5 separate regions of the Mus musculus genome follow, and regions 1, 2, 3 and 5 are each linked to region 4. The links are chromatin contacts, called in public HiChIP or PLAC-seq and promoter capture Hi-C maps. All regions are on one chromosome and are shown on one strand. The core of a region is the stretch at or near the end of the contact, and the rest is flanking DNA. Distances in the headings are between cores, read along the strand shown.

The links. Promoter capture Hi-C pulls out the DNA fragments that hold promoters and counts their contacts. HiChIP or PLAC-seq counts read pairs in DNA pulled down with a chosen protein or histone mark.
Region 1: a contact with region 4 is called in a promoter capture Hi-C map of the C10 cell line. The contact joins the promoter of Eps8l2 here to the promoter of Zfp941 in region 4. A contact is called at or near these places in 5 of 39 promoter capture datasets (the C10 cell line, embryonic stem cells, hippocampal neurons and 1 more).
Region 2: an H3K4me3 HiChIP or PLAC-seq map of pro-B cells shows a contact between it and region 4, with 2.7 times the contacts expected there. The contact joins the promoter of Taldo1 here to the promoter of Zfp941 in region 4. A contact is called at or near these places in 5 of 39 promoter capture datasets (hippocampal neurons, liver, pre-B cells and 1 more) and 2 of 115 datasets of contacts at active chromatin or transcription factors (embryonic stem cells and pro-B cells).
Region 3: a promoter capture Hi-C map of cranial neural crest shows a contact between it and region 4. The contact joins the promoter of Gatd1 here to the promoter of Zfp941 in region 4. A contact is called at or near these places in 4 of 39 promoter capture datasets (cranial neural crest, hippocampal neurons, pre-B cells and 1 more).
Region 5: a promoter capture Hi-C map of hippocampal neurons shows a contact between it and region 4, with 15 times the contacts expected there. The contact joins the enhancer-like site here to the promoter of Zfp941 in region 4. A contact is called at or near these places in 4 of 39 promoter capture datasets (embryonic stem cells, hippocampal neurons and stem cell-derived epiblast-like cells), 6 of 115 datasets of contacts at active chromatin or transcription factors (all in embryonic stem cells) and 1 of 9 other capture datasets (embryonic stem cells).

Annotation. Positions count from the first base shown.
Region 1 is chr7:141,337,625-141,340,324 of GRCm38.p6, reverse strand. It overlaps Eps8l2 (EPS8-like 2), which reads right to left and starts at 1,323. Exons shown (of 21, transcript NM_133191.2): 1 at 1,267-1,323. It also overlaps a transcript of Deaf1 not described here.
Region 2 is chr7:141,390,808-141,393,522 of GRCm38.p6, reverse strand. It overlaps Taldo1 (transaldolase 1), which reads right to left and starts at 1,363. Exons shown (of 8, transcript NM_011528.4): 1 at 1,205-1,363. The coding sequence starts at 1,301.
Region 3 is chr7:141,412,859-141,415,605 of GRCm38.p6, reverse strand. Gatd1 (glutamine amidotransferase like class 1 domain containing 1) reads left to right here and starts at 1,481. Exons shown (of 8, transcript NM_172116.4): 1 at 1,481-1,604. The coding sequence starts at 1,541.
Region 4 is chr7:140,820,793-140,823,492 of GRCm38.p6, reverse strand. It overlaps Zfp941 (zinc finger protein 941), which reads left to right and starts at 1,315. Exons shown (of 3, transcript NM_001001180.2): 1 at 1,315-1,458. The coding sequence starts at 1,456.
Region 5 is chr7:140,232,628-140,235,327 of GRCm38.p6, reverse strand. No RefSeq gene overlaps it. Among named protein-coding and RNA genes, the nearest start is that of 5830411N06Rik, 13 kb to the left of the region's middle. Within about 2 kb of position 1,422, at least 7 of the 459 cell types and tissues checked have an H3K27ac peak or open chromatin away from gene starts, as enhancers often do. A contact at or near this core is called in hippocampal neurons, where this site is marked.

The DNA of each region.
Region 1 (2,700 bases), core at 74-2,573, 520 kb before region 4:
GCGTGTTAGAGCATTTGGTAGGTTCACCAGTGGAACGGGAGGAGGCCCCGGCAGGGCAAGGAGGGCGGAGGAACTGGCTCCAAGTTCAAATTCCAGCTCTCCACACTGAGTGACCTTGGGGAGGGGTCGGCTTAGTCACCTGGGCTCTTGGCTCTCCTTGTGGGAGCTGGGTGTGGTCCTGGAATGGGAAGGGGGAGTCCCTTAGGACCTGGCTGGGTCCTAATCTGGGGACAAAGTTCAGGAATCATCAGGTGGGAGCAACAGAGGCTGAGATGAACCAGAAAGTTGTTCGTGGGAAGGGATGGGTGCATCTGAAGAGACCCAGGCAGGCTGGGAGGGAGCAATGGGCAAAGCAGCCCTAGATAATAGACAGCTCCAGGAGAAGTCCACGCACAAAGTAGGATCACTGAGAGTCTAGGGTGGGAAAGGCCCCAGAAGTGCCCTGTCTCCTCAGCAGCCAAGGAGGGCTGCACAGGGGACATAGCAAAGGTGGGCTGTGGACATGTTTTGCCCTTTTCTGCCTCCAGCGATAGTTTTGTGTAGTACCGCAGACTTCTCGGTCCCGGGCAAGCTATGGATGTTCATAGCCCCTCCCACCAACTGATCCCCAACCCCCACATCTATCCCCATCTCCCACCCTCATCCCCTGAGAGGCCACACTTCAACTTTGACCTGAAGACTGACTGACTCAGCCTGATGTTTCCCAGGCTCTGGGTTTCTTTTGAGCTCAAACAGCCAGGAAAAGGCCAACCTTTAGGCCCTGGGTGGTATGTCAGGTCAGATCCTGAAGGAGGTCCAGCCTGCTGGATGAAGGCCCTCCCTTCCTCACCACCTCTCTTGTCAACTGCCAGGTTCCCCTCATCCGCCCCAGGGCTGGGAGGGGGCCGGGACCAGGGCGAGTGAGTCACACACCGCTGGCTTAAAAATATCACGAACCACTGGCCACCACCCGCTGGACCGACCGGGCTTTAACCGAGCGGTTCTTGTGCTAAAAGCCCAAGGAAGGGTCAGGCCCAGCCTCTCCCCCAAGTTTCTACGTCCCACGCCACACCCGCAGCCCCCCTAGCCAAGGCTTAGCTGTCCTGAGTCCGGAGATCCGATCCGGGCCATCCCAAACCTCACTCTCAGGTGCTCTCAGCTCTCTGTTCTGGCTTGCCTTCCAAACCAAGCGCCCAGACCCAGAGTCCCGAGCGAGAGCTCCACATCTCACGGCCATTCTGGGAAACTGAGGCTCAGATTGGCAAATTCCCTGGCTGAAGTGCTCACCTGCGCTCCGTCCCTCAGCGCCTGTGCTTGGTTAGGCCCCTCGGTCAGCTTGTCCGCCGTCTGTCTGTCAGAGCCTCTGGAGCTCCCTCTCCCGGGACAGGCGGGACCTCTGCTGGGCCGGATAGGCCGGGGCGGGGCTGTGCGAGGAGGAACCTGAGCGACAGGTTACCGAGTCACCCGGGAGTGGGCACGAGGGAGCCTGAAGGAAGGGGGCGGGCCCGGGCACCATTCCCCCCCACCACACCAACTGTGGTTCTGCCTCCCTGCCTGCCTCTGACTGCCCTCCCAGCGGTCCCCAAAGCACCTGGGGCCCCTTTGCAGCTGGCCCCGGAGAACAGGGTGCGGCCCCAGCTGCTCTAACTGGCCAAGCTGCAGTAGCAGATGGGGACATGGGCCTGCCTGCAGGGGCAGTACTGGATGAAGCCTATGAGTGCTGCAGCCTTGGGGAAGTCTCAATCAAGCCGCCATCAGGTACCCTCCACCCCAAGTAGCACCGGGACAGAGCTCTTTAGTGGTTTAGTCCTGGGGCATTGGGTCCAAGGCTTTTTGAGTTTGGGAGCTTTCAGCTCCTGGTGGGGGCCCCTCCCTCCTTCACATACAGGAGTTCTTAAAGTCCCCATCCACTAGAGCATCTCCTGAGGGATGAGCTATCTCTAGAAGAGGGTACCTGTCTCCACCATGTTGACAACCCCCCTCAAAGCTACTCTGCCCACCTTGCTATTTGACATCTTGGGGCAGGGTTGGGTGAATTTAGATCAGCCAATTAGCTGGCTAGGAGGAAATAAACAAGAGTTGTGGCCTGCTAGCCAAGGTACTGCCCTTATGTGAACAGGGACCCTAAGGCCCCGGCTATTGTTCCCAGAGTTGGGGCAGAGGAAGTGGGTGCTGCCAGGAAGTCAGGGTCCCAGGCTACAGCCTCAGAAGGGCAGGGCCCTGGCACATTTCTCCTGGGCCCTGGACAGTTAGCACTTCCTGGGGTACTGAGGGCCAACAGCAGTTTTTAGCCTGGCTTGTTGCCCACTTGACACACTTTGGGACATCACAGGTGAGCTGGACAGAGGAGTGGCAGAAGTGGACCCCAAGCCCAGCTCTTGATGAACCCCAGAGAGGCTTCCTGGTTCATAGCCCTTACTGCTGATCTCACAGAACTGGTCCAATCTTGCTCTGCCTGTGACCTCGCCCTGGCCCAGCAAGCAGGGGTCAAGTGGTCAGCTGTGTAATGGGAGGAGCAGGCTTATGTGTGTGCTCTGACATTCCTGGGCAGAGCTAGGGATGGGTAAAGGGTGGAAAACATGCAATGCAACTCAGGGATGGCTCCTTTGTGCTGCTGGCGGTCAGTCTTCATAACCTTTGCTGTGAGGCAGCCCAAGCTGGTGGTGGTAACTGATGTCCACTCTGGGTCACATGGAGTGAATGCCACTTCCATGTGGCCAG
Region 2 (2,715 bases), core at 114-2,613, 570 kb before region 4:
ATAAAATAGATTTTGAATCTGACAATGTTTATAATTATTTGTTTTAAGCCACACTGTCAATGAATGTGCTCTTTGGCTCTTTGTTGTTGTTTGAGACAGGCTCTTACTATGTAGCTCAGGCTAGCCTGGAACCATGTAGCCCAGGCTGGCCTCCAACTCATAAAGATGTGCCTGCCTCTGCCTCCCAAATGCAGGTGTGAGCTACCATGCCTGTCTCTTGCTCTCTTCACAAACATTAGCCGGTAAACTCTGCACTACACACACAGTGGAAAAACCTTAGGACTCCCAGATGGATTTCTGGAAGCTGACGAACACAGCTTGTGTCAGACGGGTTTGCTATTAGACCCACATCAAGTCTGTCCTTTATAGCTAAGCAGCCCAAATATGCCTAATCACTCTCTGCGACTCTCTGAGAGATAAACAATGCACTTACTCATGAGGAATTAAAGCCTGTTTCTCAAGTCACCGTGAGAAAGCAGAAAAGAGCAGAAGTGCTTTTGTACTGAGCTCACACGGAGCATTTCCTGAAAGTCTTTCTCACAGCACATGTGAGATCACCTCCACCACCCTCCAAGGATGAGAGCAAGACTAACAGCACAAGTCTTTCCACCTGTTTTCCGCGTCCCTACCAAGTCCAGGAAAATCTGAGTACTGGAGCTGCGCATGGTGGCACTGCCTGATCCAGCACTAAGGCTAAGATAGAAGGATTACCAGGAGTTCCAGAACAGCCTGTGGCTACACTGTGAGACCCAGTCTCAAAAGAGAAGGAAGTATGACAATGATAACCATTTGATTTAGTGTGTGCAACTGGTCTGACTCCAGCCATGCTGTGTACTGCCCATAGAGAGTAACCAGCTGCATGTGGAAAACCAGTGCAACAGGCTGCAAAAAGCAGATGGTGTCCAGTCTTGCAGACTGCACTGGCTCCAAAGTTGAGCCTGTGTCATCGTAGGGAATTGGGAGTAGGGGTGGGGGCACCCCGGGTCAGGGAGACTTTCTCGGACTACCTCTACCCACCGAGGCTTCGCGCCGGGCTCCCAGGGTCACCAATAGCCCAGGAGCTATTGATCCTTGAAGGTTCCGCAAACTCACCAATCCCAGCTCCAGCGCCCGCGAGGCCCCGCCCCTGACACCCACACCGGTGCTGGTTCCAAAATTGGGGGCGCAGCAGCTTAAATAGGGCGCATGCACCGCGTCCTCTTACCATTGAAATCACCCGTGTCGGCCACCACGGTGGTGAACTGCTTGAGCTGGTCCAAGGCGGACTCCATCCTCTGGCGCTTTACCGGGGACCCCGACATGGCGAAACGCGAACAGCTGAGGCGGTAGCCGGTGCGTGCTAACCCACAATGCCCCGCGCGTCCTGGCCAATCAAAGCAAAGCTAAATGAAGCCTGACGACGAGCCCCGCCCATGTACTTGGAGACCTTGCCATAGACCACGCCCCGTGTCACGGTCGGAGTTCTCTTCCCCAGTAGCGAGTGGTTAGTTTCTACCAGTCCAAGGAGAGTGGATTCTTTGTACCCCTCTAGAGCTCGGATGCGTAGAATGAACAGACAACGGATTCTACTGAGACGCGCGCTCAGTAAGCCTCAGACCCCACGGACTACGGATGGATGGGTGGCAGCGCTCTCGCTCCACACCCATGCTAATCCTTGAGCGGGTCCTTGCCTCCAACTGTGCATTCCCTACAGGGGCTTCAGAAGTGCACCCTTTCTCCAGCTGTGGGACTCCCCTACTCCCAGTTTAGGGACTGGGAGCTGCGCCCTCTCTGCTGATCGCGATAAGTCAAGCTCGGTGCAGCCCCTGCTTACAGGCAGACAAGCTAAAGCACAGTCTGAGAATCAATACAGGTGTATGGCCCCATGGGCGACTTCTGGCAAAGCCACCAGTTTCCGCTTCCCAGATGGAGTGGTTCTGGTGTTGCCTTAAGCTGCTGGGTGATCCTTCCCTTGCCCATGATTTTGCATCTCCCCTGGCTGGAAGTCTGTCTGGAATAAGCAGCAGTTTGAGAAAGTTGAGATGGGGAATTGAATCTTCAGTCATGAATAAAAATAGTAAGGGCAGTTTCTTTTACAGTGTTCCCATTATTGATTTGCAGTTCTTTGAATATGCTGGCTCAAGCTATTACACATATATGTGTATGCCGGATATTTTCTGTTAATATTTTGTTTACCACTCGTCTTAGTTTGCTTTCTATTGCTGTGATAAACACCACCACCCAAAGCAACTAGGCGAGGTTGATTGTACCTTACCCTCCCAAGTAACAATCTATCACTCAAGGACTGCAAGAAAGGCGCCTGGAGAAAACTTCTCACCGGCTTGCCTCCCTTGGTTTGCACAGCCTCCTTTCTTTACAGCCCTGAACTTCCAGGACCACCTGCTCAGGGATGGCACCACTCACCGTGGTGCTATGGGCTTTCCCTTATCAATCATTAATCTTAAAATTAATTTTTTCTTAAAAACGGAGCCAGGCAAGGTGGTACAGACCTTTAATCCCAGCATTCTGGAGGCAGTGGCAGGTGGATTCAAGGCCAGCCTGGTTTACATAGGGAGCTCCAGACTCGCCAAAGGGAAAAAGCCTTGCCGACTGACTTGCTAATCTTGAGGACAGAGGCATTCTCTCATTCGAAGTTCCCTCCTCCTGCAAAATCCGAGCTGTGTCAAGTTGACAAAAAAAAGTAACCAACACACTTTTTTTTTTTTTTTTTTTTTT
Region 3 (2,747 bases), core at 232-2,731, 590 kb before region 4:
GGCGCACGCCTTTAATCCCAGCACTCAGGAGGCAGAGGCAGGCAGATTTCTGAGTTCGAGGCCAGCCTGGTCTACAAAGTGAGTTCCAGGACAGCCAGGACTACACAGAGAAACCCTGTCTCAAAAACACAAAAAAAAAAAAAAAAAAAAAAGAATGAAGAATCCAAATATTTTTATCTCCTTCACCTTGTAAGACTTTTATGCAAATGTTTAATCCTTTCCACCTAGTAAAAGCTTTGTTTACCCAAAGGTGTATTTCTCTATACTAGCCTGGAACAGTGATTCTCCTTCAGTCAGGGACTGCTTTCCCCTCCTCCATTTCTTGTATGTTGAGTCTTTCCCGACTAGTTAATAAGATTGTGAGGTCGGACTCCAGTCAGTGGGCAAAAGAAACAGCCACCACCTGAGTTAAAACAAAATCAAATGCTCTTCCTGTCTTGGGGTGCTGTTCACCATTTTCTCCAGCACACTCTTCCTCAAGGGTAAAATTTGCCCTGTCTATACATTTCCCTGGAATGGTAGTCTCTTTACAAAATTATATCTAATACCTGGGCGTTGAATTCAATATAAATACTTTTCTCCACAAGACTCAAGCTTACTGCTGGCTCTGCCACTTCTGGTGCCTTAATGTTACTCTGGAGGCAGCACAAAGGTGGAACTGTGTGAGTATGTGGACACTAGCCAATCTGACCCCTTCAATTTCAGGGTTTCATGTCAATAGATGGGGATTTAATAAGGATGGCTAGTCAAGCTTGTGGCTTGTGAATCTTCAAAAGTCGCCACTCAGACAACACACAATCCTGGGCTCCAGGTTCCTTTTCCTAAGCCCCAGCAGGAGTCCCACAGAAGTAAATCGCTTTAGATACAGGTTGGCCTCCCCAATCTGGTCTTTTCCTCAGGAAACTCAACAGAACCTCCAGAGGCGTCCACAGCTCAGGAAGTGACATTCCATCCTCTATAGGAACATACAAAACTCAACCGACCCAGGTATCTTCTGGATCTTCACAAACCGGCAGAGGAAGACCCGCCCACATACGACCCAACTCTGTGCCCCTCACCCTGTCCGCCCGACCGGTCATCGCTCCCTGACACACTTAGCCAGGCTCAACTTTCGGGCAAAGGCCCAAGGCGTAGTAGCTCTGTGGTAGACTCGGACTCGGAAACATCTACCCGGCCCACTGGGTTTAATTGATGTGCCCTAGGGCCACAAGTCTGTACCGGTGGCTTCCAATCAGGAAACGACCACTCAGGGACCCAGGGCGTATCCTCCCCCGCCTCCGCCTCCAACCCCCGCCCCGCTCCGCCCCGCTCCGCCCCCGCTCAGTCCCCGCCCCTCGCATGCTTGCCACTCAACCACTACCCCATGCGCATGCGCAAACTGCCCCCATCTTCACTCAATTTCCGCGTTGTTTCTCCCACCCCACCTTGCACCCTGCCGGCGAGCCCCGCCCTTCGTGCCTCACGCATGCGCATTCCGCTCTCTGCAGGCGAGCCCCGCCCCGCCCCATCCCTCGCACAAATATCCGCCTGGGCTGTAGCCATGGCGTCCGAGCGGCTGCCAAGCAGGCCTGCGTGTCTCCTGGTGGCCAGCGGCGCTTCCGAAGGTGAGGCGCGCAGGGCAGCTGTGTAGCTCACTGGCCTGCAGTCCTGACTCTGGGCAAACGTTTGTGTTTGTGGAGTTGAGATTCTGGGACCCTGCATCTGTTTCTCTGGCGCAGGCCTACTATGTTGTCTGCGCTGGCAGACAGGGACGGTCAGCGGCTGCAGAGATGACCCTGCCCCCGAGTGAGCCGCAGGGGCTTGGTACTCTCTCTGCCCGTGTTTTCTGCCTCTCTGTTACCCCCTATCTTGGGTTTATCTTCGTGCACCTCCAGGAAGCGATCCTGAAAGAGGTTGCTCGAAAGAGCTGCATAAAAGGGACCCTCACGCAGAAGGGGTCTGTTGGCTTCATGTTCCAACTGCCCGGTGTGTGTCAGGGGCGCTGGGCAGATGATTACTTCACGGGTCCTTAGGGAACCGACTGGCCCGAGATAGTCTCTGTGGGGAGGTGGAGCCCAGGGCTGCGGCCCGGGGTTTCCCTCTGGATTCCTATAGACCTCTGCAAGTGGGTGTGAGCGCGAGGGTACGTCGGGATCTTGGACTGATGAATTTCTGGGTTCCACACTGAAGCGTCCCAGGTGAGGGTGGGAGGGGCCTGAGGGTGCTGCTCCTCCCTGGAATAGAGGTAAAAGAGAATCTACAGCAGCTCCTAGGTAGGCCTTCCTTGAGAGTCGGAAAGTGAGGGATTGAGAAGCTAAAAATTATCTTTAATCCCAGCACTCAGGAGGCAGAGGCAGATGGATCTCCAGGAGTTTGAGCCCGTCTGGAACTTATATAGCAAGTTCCAGGCTAGCAGGAGTACACAGTGAGGTCTGACTCAAAATATTAACCAAAACAAAATCCACAAGCCAAAAGCCTAGTGTCAGAGTTGGAGGCAGGAGGATAGAGAGGGCAATGGCTACATGAGATGCTGTCTTTAAAAAAATGCTAGGGGGCTGGTGAGAAGGCTCAGCGGATAAGAACACTGACTGCTCTTCCGAAGGTCCTGAGTTCAAATCCCAACAACCTCACAACCATCCTTAACAAGATCTGACTCCCTCTTCTGGAGTGTCTTAAGACCCACAGGGTGTCTTAAGACCAGGATGGGAGAGAGCAACCATTTGGTCTGAAGACAGCTACAATGTACTTATTTATAATAACAAATAAAC
Region 4 (2,700 bases), core at 66-2,565:
CCTGCATTGAGGGATTGCCTCTCACGTCAAAGCTTAAGTTGCTTCCCGATAAAACAGTACTCCCAAATCACTTTTTATCAAAATAGTATTACTGATTTTTCACTTGGGTCCACATGGAGTAAATGCAGAGTAAATCAAAGCCTGGCAGTTCTGCTTTGAATTTGTATCTACCCCCTTTACACATCGCTTAGCGTTTACAATGTCCTGTTCCAGCTCCCAAGTCCCACTGGAATTCTTTGAATTCTAGAAACTACAGGACTGATAAATACCTCTAGGGAATAAAAATTACTTCCAAACAATTGAGGGCGCCTAGGATAGACCATCTCCAAATGCGGGCAGTTGAGGTTCTATAGAGAAGCAAGAGTCATAATGCAAACCAGATTGGTCTGCTAAGACCACCTTGCAGAACCCAAACTGATCATCAACCCAACCATACTTGACTACTAGGGATGATTAATTATACACACCGGCAGTGTCCTCTCCCTATTTCTCTCTAGTTAAACCTACATCTCACAAAGGCAGTCTTCAGGGACCACTGGAACCCTTATCATCTGGAAGAACAACCAGTGCTCCTAACCTATGAGCCATCTCTCCAGCCCCTTGTTTTATGTGAGTGCCCAGGGAATATGTGCACTTAAGTGCAGTGCTGGGGGAGGCCAGAAGTGGGCTGGAGGCATAGGCAGCTATGAGTCGGCTGGGTGCCAGGAACAGACCTAAGGTCCTCTGGAAGAACGAGTACTAGTTCTTAACCTCAGAAGCCGCCTCTTCTGAGCTTTCTAACATTTACTCTCTAGTTGTGTACTAGAACACTGTAACACCAGAGACTGGAAAGGTTAAGTGAATTTTAAAGATAGCGATCATTATATTCTTCTGTGTGAATATTTACAGATCATTTACATATCAATAAGTTGATATGACTATTTAAAGTTAAATTAAAATGCCATTTGATGGGCTTAAAGGTAACTATCATTATATTCCTCTGTATGAATATTTACAGATCAGTTACATATCAATAAATTGATAATGACTATGTAAAGTTAAATTAAAATGTCTTTTGATGGGCTATGTCCTCCTGGTGGAAAATTTGCCTTTAACATAGCTGCTGACAGAAGTCCTGGGCTCAATCCACCCAAACCAAATTGAAATTGAAACCCAAACCCAATGCAAAACAGATCAACAGCAATCATTTATTGCCATCCTAAGGTAGAGGAATTGGGCCTGGAGCCCTGTCCAATCAGAGGTGTTGTTTGATAACTGTCCAATTAGGAACGTGGCCAGAGCGGTGGGCAGGCTCTCAAAACCTCGCGTGCTTTCGCTGGAGCTGGCCATCTTTGGCACCTTTGGGAGCTCCTGCTGTTCTGCAGCAGAGGCACTGACGTTGTTAGGTGCTTTGTCATCCTGTGATCTGGTCCCAGAGGCACGCGTAGGGGCCCGGGATACTATAGAAGCGAGGAGATGGTGAGTGTCTGCCTGACGTCCTGGCGGGATCCAGCCTCCACAGGTCTCCCTGGAGGCTGCCCCAGGGTAGCGGGGGTTCCAACTCTCCTCCGTTTTGGGGCGGGGCTGTGCAGACAGTGGGGACTCTGGGTCTCGTCTGGTCCTTTTGCAGGGTGGTGCTAGGCGGACAGTGGGTCCCTGGTAAAGCTGTTAGTTGCCCACCCTGCGTAGTGTGCTCAGATCCTGCTGAGCGAGCCATCTCTGGGCGGCTGTGTTCCTGCCATACACTTCAGATGTGCTGATCACCGTGATCTCAGGGAAGGATTCCTATTGGCTGGCTTGTGTGGTTTCCATCAGCAGCTGGGCAAGAAAGATCCTGGAGCCAGATGCTGCTTTCTGCCATTTTGTTCTACATAGCTGATGAAAACTTGGTTAATGCGCAGTCGGCCAAATTTTCCACTATATTGATAACTGCTTTTTTCTTTATCTTGTGGAATTAACATTTTTATTGTTATTTTAGGTATACGCATGCACACACGCAAATGTGACGTGCTTGTGGATGAGGTCATTGGATCTGTTGGATCAGGGGTGGCAGTTGTGAGTCACCTGACATGGGCAATGGGAGCCAAACTGGTTCTCTGTAAGAACAGCAAGGGATTTTTAACCACTGATCCATCTCTCAAGCTTGGGGATTCCTTAAGTATCCTGCATAAATCATTATATTTGATTCAGAAGCTTTTAAAGTTCTGTGCTTGTTTTGCTTTTGAGAATGAAGGCTCACATTTATGGAAGGTACTGGCTGTACTCGTGAAGGGCCTGAAGCAGACCTTTGTGGGCAGCTTTTCATTGTAGCACATTTTCTTGTCATAGATATACACTCCTTTCTTTTATTTTTCAGGAAAAAAAAATCATATATTCCCAAGTGTCTTAAAAATCCAAAATATAGCTCAAAACAAATAGTTAATAAACAATAGGAAAAAAATTGAAAAAAGTGTAAGACTCAGATGTTGCTCTTAATTTGCGTTGTTAGGTGTGTGCATATTAATAGTGTCTGAAAAGAAAGCAAACCATAATTTTCAAATAGATTAGTAAGGGTTTTTTTTTTTTTTTGACAGTGTGTTTCCTTTTTTCTTTCTTCCTTTCTCTCTTTCTTTCTTTTTTTTTTTGTTTTTCGAGACAGGGTTTCTCTGTATAGCCCTGGCTGTCCTGGAACTCACTTTGTAGACCAGGCTGGCTTCGAACTCAGAAATCCGCCTGCCTCTG
Region 5 (2,700 bases), core at 173-2,672, 590 kb after region 4:
GGATACACTCGGCGGGGTCCCGGAACCAAGAAGTCTGCTGCCGATGCTCAGGCAAAGCGCTCCCATGCCGGGCAGATCCCAGTCCTCAGAATTCTTAAGATCGAGTGGCTGGTGTTGTGGGTATCTGGTGGTAGTCAGCCGACTGTGCGCCCTAGCTACCCCGGTGCTGCTGGGACCGCAAGGGGCTTGTGCCCCTACTCAGACCTGGTTTTTGCTTCCCTGACTAATGCAGTCTCAAGTCCCGCGCAATTGGATTGGAGCAGATGCTGTGTTCCACTCACCAGAAGTCTTAAGATCGCTTGGCGGGTGTTGTGGGTAGCTGGAGGTAGTCAGCCAACTCTGCGCCCCAGCAACACAGGTGCTGCTCAGACCGGAAGGAGTGCTGGCCCTTTAATGCACTCCAACAGTTTACAGATGGTGTAGATTTTGTGGGCCAACTCAAAGCCCTGTATCTAGGCATGGGTGGTAGCTGAGCTGGTCAACCTACTGGCTCTTTCATATCGACATCACCAGGGCCAGCTCCACTGTGCTGTCCAGGGGGAGGTGCAGGGCCCATTTACTCAAGGGCTGCAGCCAACGAGGGGCAGAGCCAGTTCTCCCACTCTCATGACTTTGGAAGCAGCTCCCTTGACTGCTGAAGGTGGTGAGGGGCAAAGGGTGGCTTTGAGGTTGGTGAGAGGTTGGGTGCTGCAGCCAGTGAGGGGTGGGGTCAGTTCTGCACAGTTTCCCAGGGAGAGTAGGGTAATGGAGAGGGTATATGGAAGTATGTATTCCCACAGGGGTTCATCTGTCGAGAAGGTCAGACACAGTGGCCGTTAGTAGATAGGCAATGGATGGAGGTGGACATGGTAGTGTGATCACGGGCTGTTTTGACATCACCTCTAAACTAGTGCCGCATCAAGGCAGACAATTTGGCAGGGTCAGTTTTCCCATGCTCACACCGTCAGGGCCTGGCTTATCCACACTCCTGCCACCAGGGCCAGCTCTACTGTGCTGCCTGGGTGAGGTGCAGGGCTTGCTCTTCCAAGTGCTGCAGTTGGTGAGAGGTTGGGTGCTACAGCCAGTGAGGGGTGGGGTCAGTTCTGCACAGCCCTTGGTCCCAGGCAGCTGCCCAGATCAGGGACATCTGTATGGTCTCTAATGGTAATATGAGCCACATTGATACTGATCCCTGCTGCTGCATAACCATGGACCTAGACATGGTCCACAGTGGCAACAAGGGATGGGACCTCACCATGGCCTCAGATAGCAGGGCTGGCTATTCCTCTTCACCCTCATGGCTCCAGTTCCATCTCTCTTCATAGTGTTCAAACTGTTCCGCTTCTCTTTCTCTCCCATCTGTCTACCACATAAGTGCATACTATAATGACTCCTGGTGTGGGTGGGCCATGTGACTGATGGGTTCTCTGGGGGATCTCTGCCCACACCACATGGCATGATGGCAGGCAGGCCTCTGTGTGTCTACAGCCTGCCACGCGGCAGCAGGCAGGTCTTGGAGCATCTTTCCCTGTTCCTGCCATGTGTCATAGCAGTGGGCAGGTCTCTCAACTCTGTGGCTTTTAGCTGAGCTGCACTCCATCCTCATTGTTCTAACATCATATTGAGAAAAGCTCAGTAGTCAAAAAAGCAGGCTTTTTTGTCAAATGAACTGAGAGGACTCAACTTACTCCATTTTAGAACAGGCAGCCATATTAGGCCTTAAGCTTCAGTTTCCCAAGGAAGCTGGCAAGGCTTCTTGGGGAAACAAAAACAAAAACAAAACAAACAACAAAACAATGGGCAGTTAAGAAAGAGATAGCCAGCTCAAGGTCTGAGACAGTTCCTGGAATTTCTCTAAGGCCTAACCAAAAAATTGGTAAAGTGAATATAGCGATCAATTAAATACGCACAATTAATGCAACTGCTGCTTACCTAGCCAATCATATTTAAAATGACCTAACTAGCCAGGCAGAGGTGGCACAGGCCTTTTATCCCAACACGTGGGAGGCAGAGCCAGGCAGATTTCTGAGTTCAAGGTTAGCCTGTTCTACAGAGTGAGTTCCAGGACAGCCAGGGCTACACAGAGAAACCCAGTCTCAAAAAAACAAAAAGCCACCAAACCCAGACACCATTGCATACGCCAGCAAGATTTTGTTGAAAGGACCATGATATACCTGTCTCGTATGAGGCTATACCAGTGCCTGGCAAATACAGAAGTGGATGCTCACAGTCATCTATTGGATGGAACACAGGGCTCCTAATGGAGGAGCTAGAGAAAGTACCCAAGGAGCTGAAGGGGTCTACAACCCTATAGGTAGAACAACAATATGAACTAACCAGTATCCCCAGAGCTTGTGTCTCTAGTTGCTTATGTAGCAGAAGATGGCCTAGTCAGCCATCATTGGGAAGAGAGGCGCCTTGGTCTTGCAAACTTTATATGCCCCAGTACAGCAGAACGCCAGGGCCAAAGAGTGGGAGTGGGTGAGTAGGGGAGCAGGGCGGGGGGAGGGTATAGGGAACTTTCAGGGTAGCATTTGAAATGTAAATAAAGAAAATATCTAATAAAAATATATATAAAAACAAAAATAAACAAACAAACAAAATGACCTAACCATCCCTAAAATTCCCCTCGCTATGCTTAAAAGGAGCCTTCGAGCTCATCTGGCAGTCACCATTTTGGATGAATGGCTGACCCCTGCATCCTGGCTGTTTCTGCAGAAT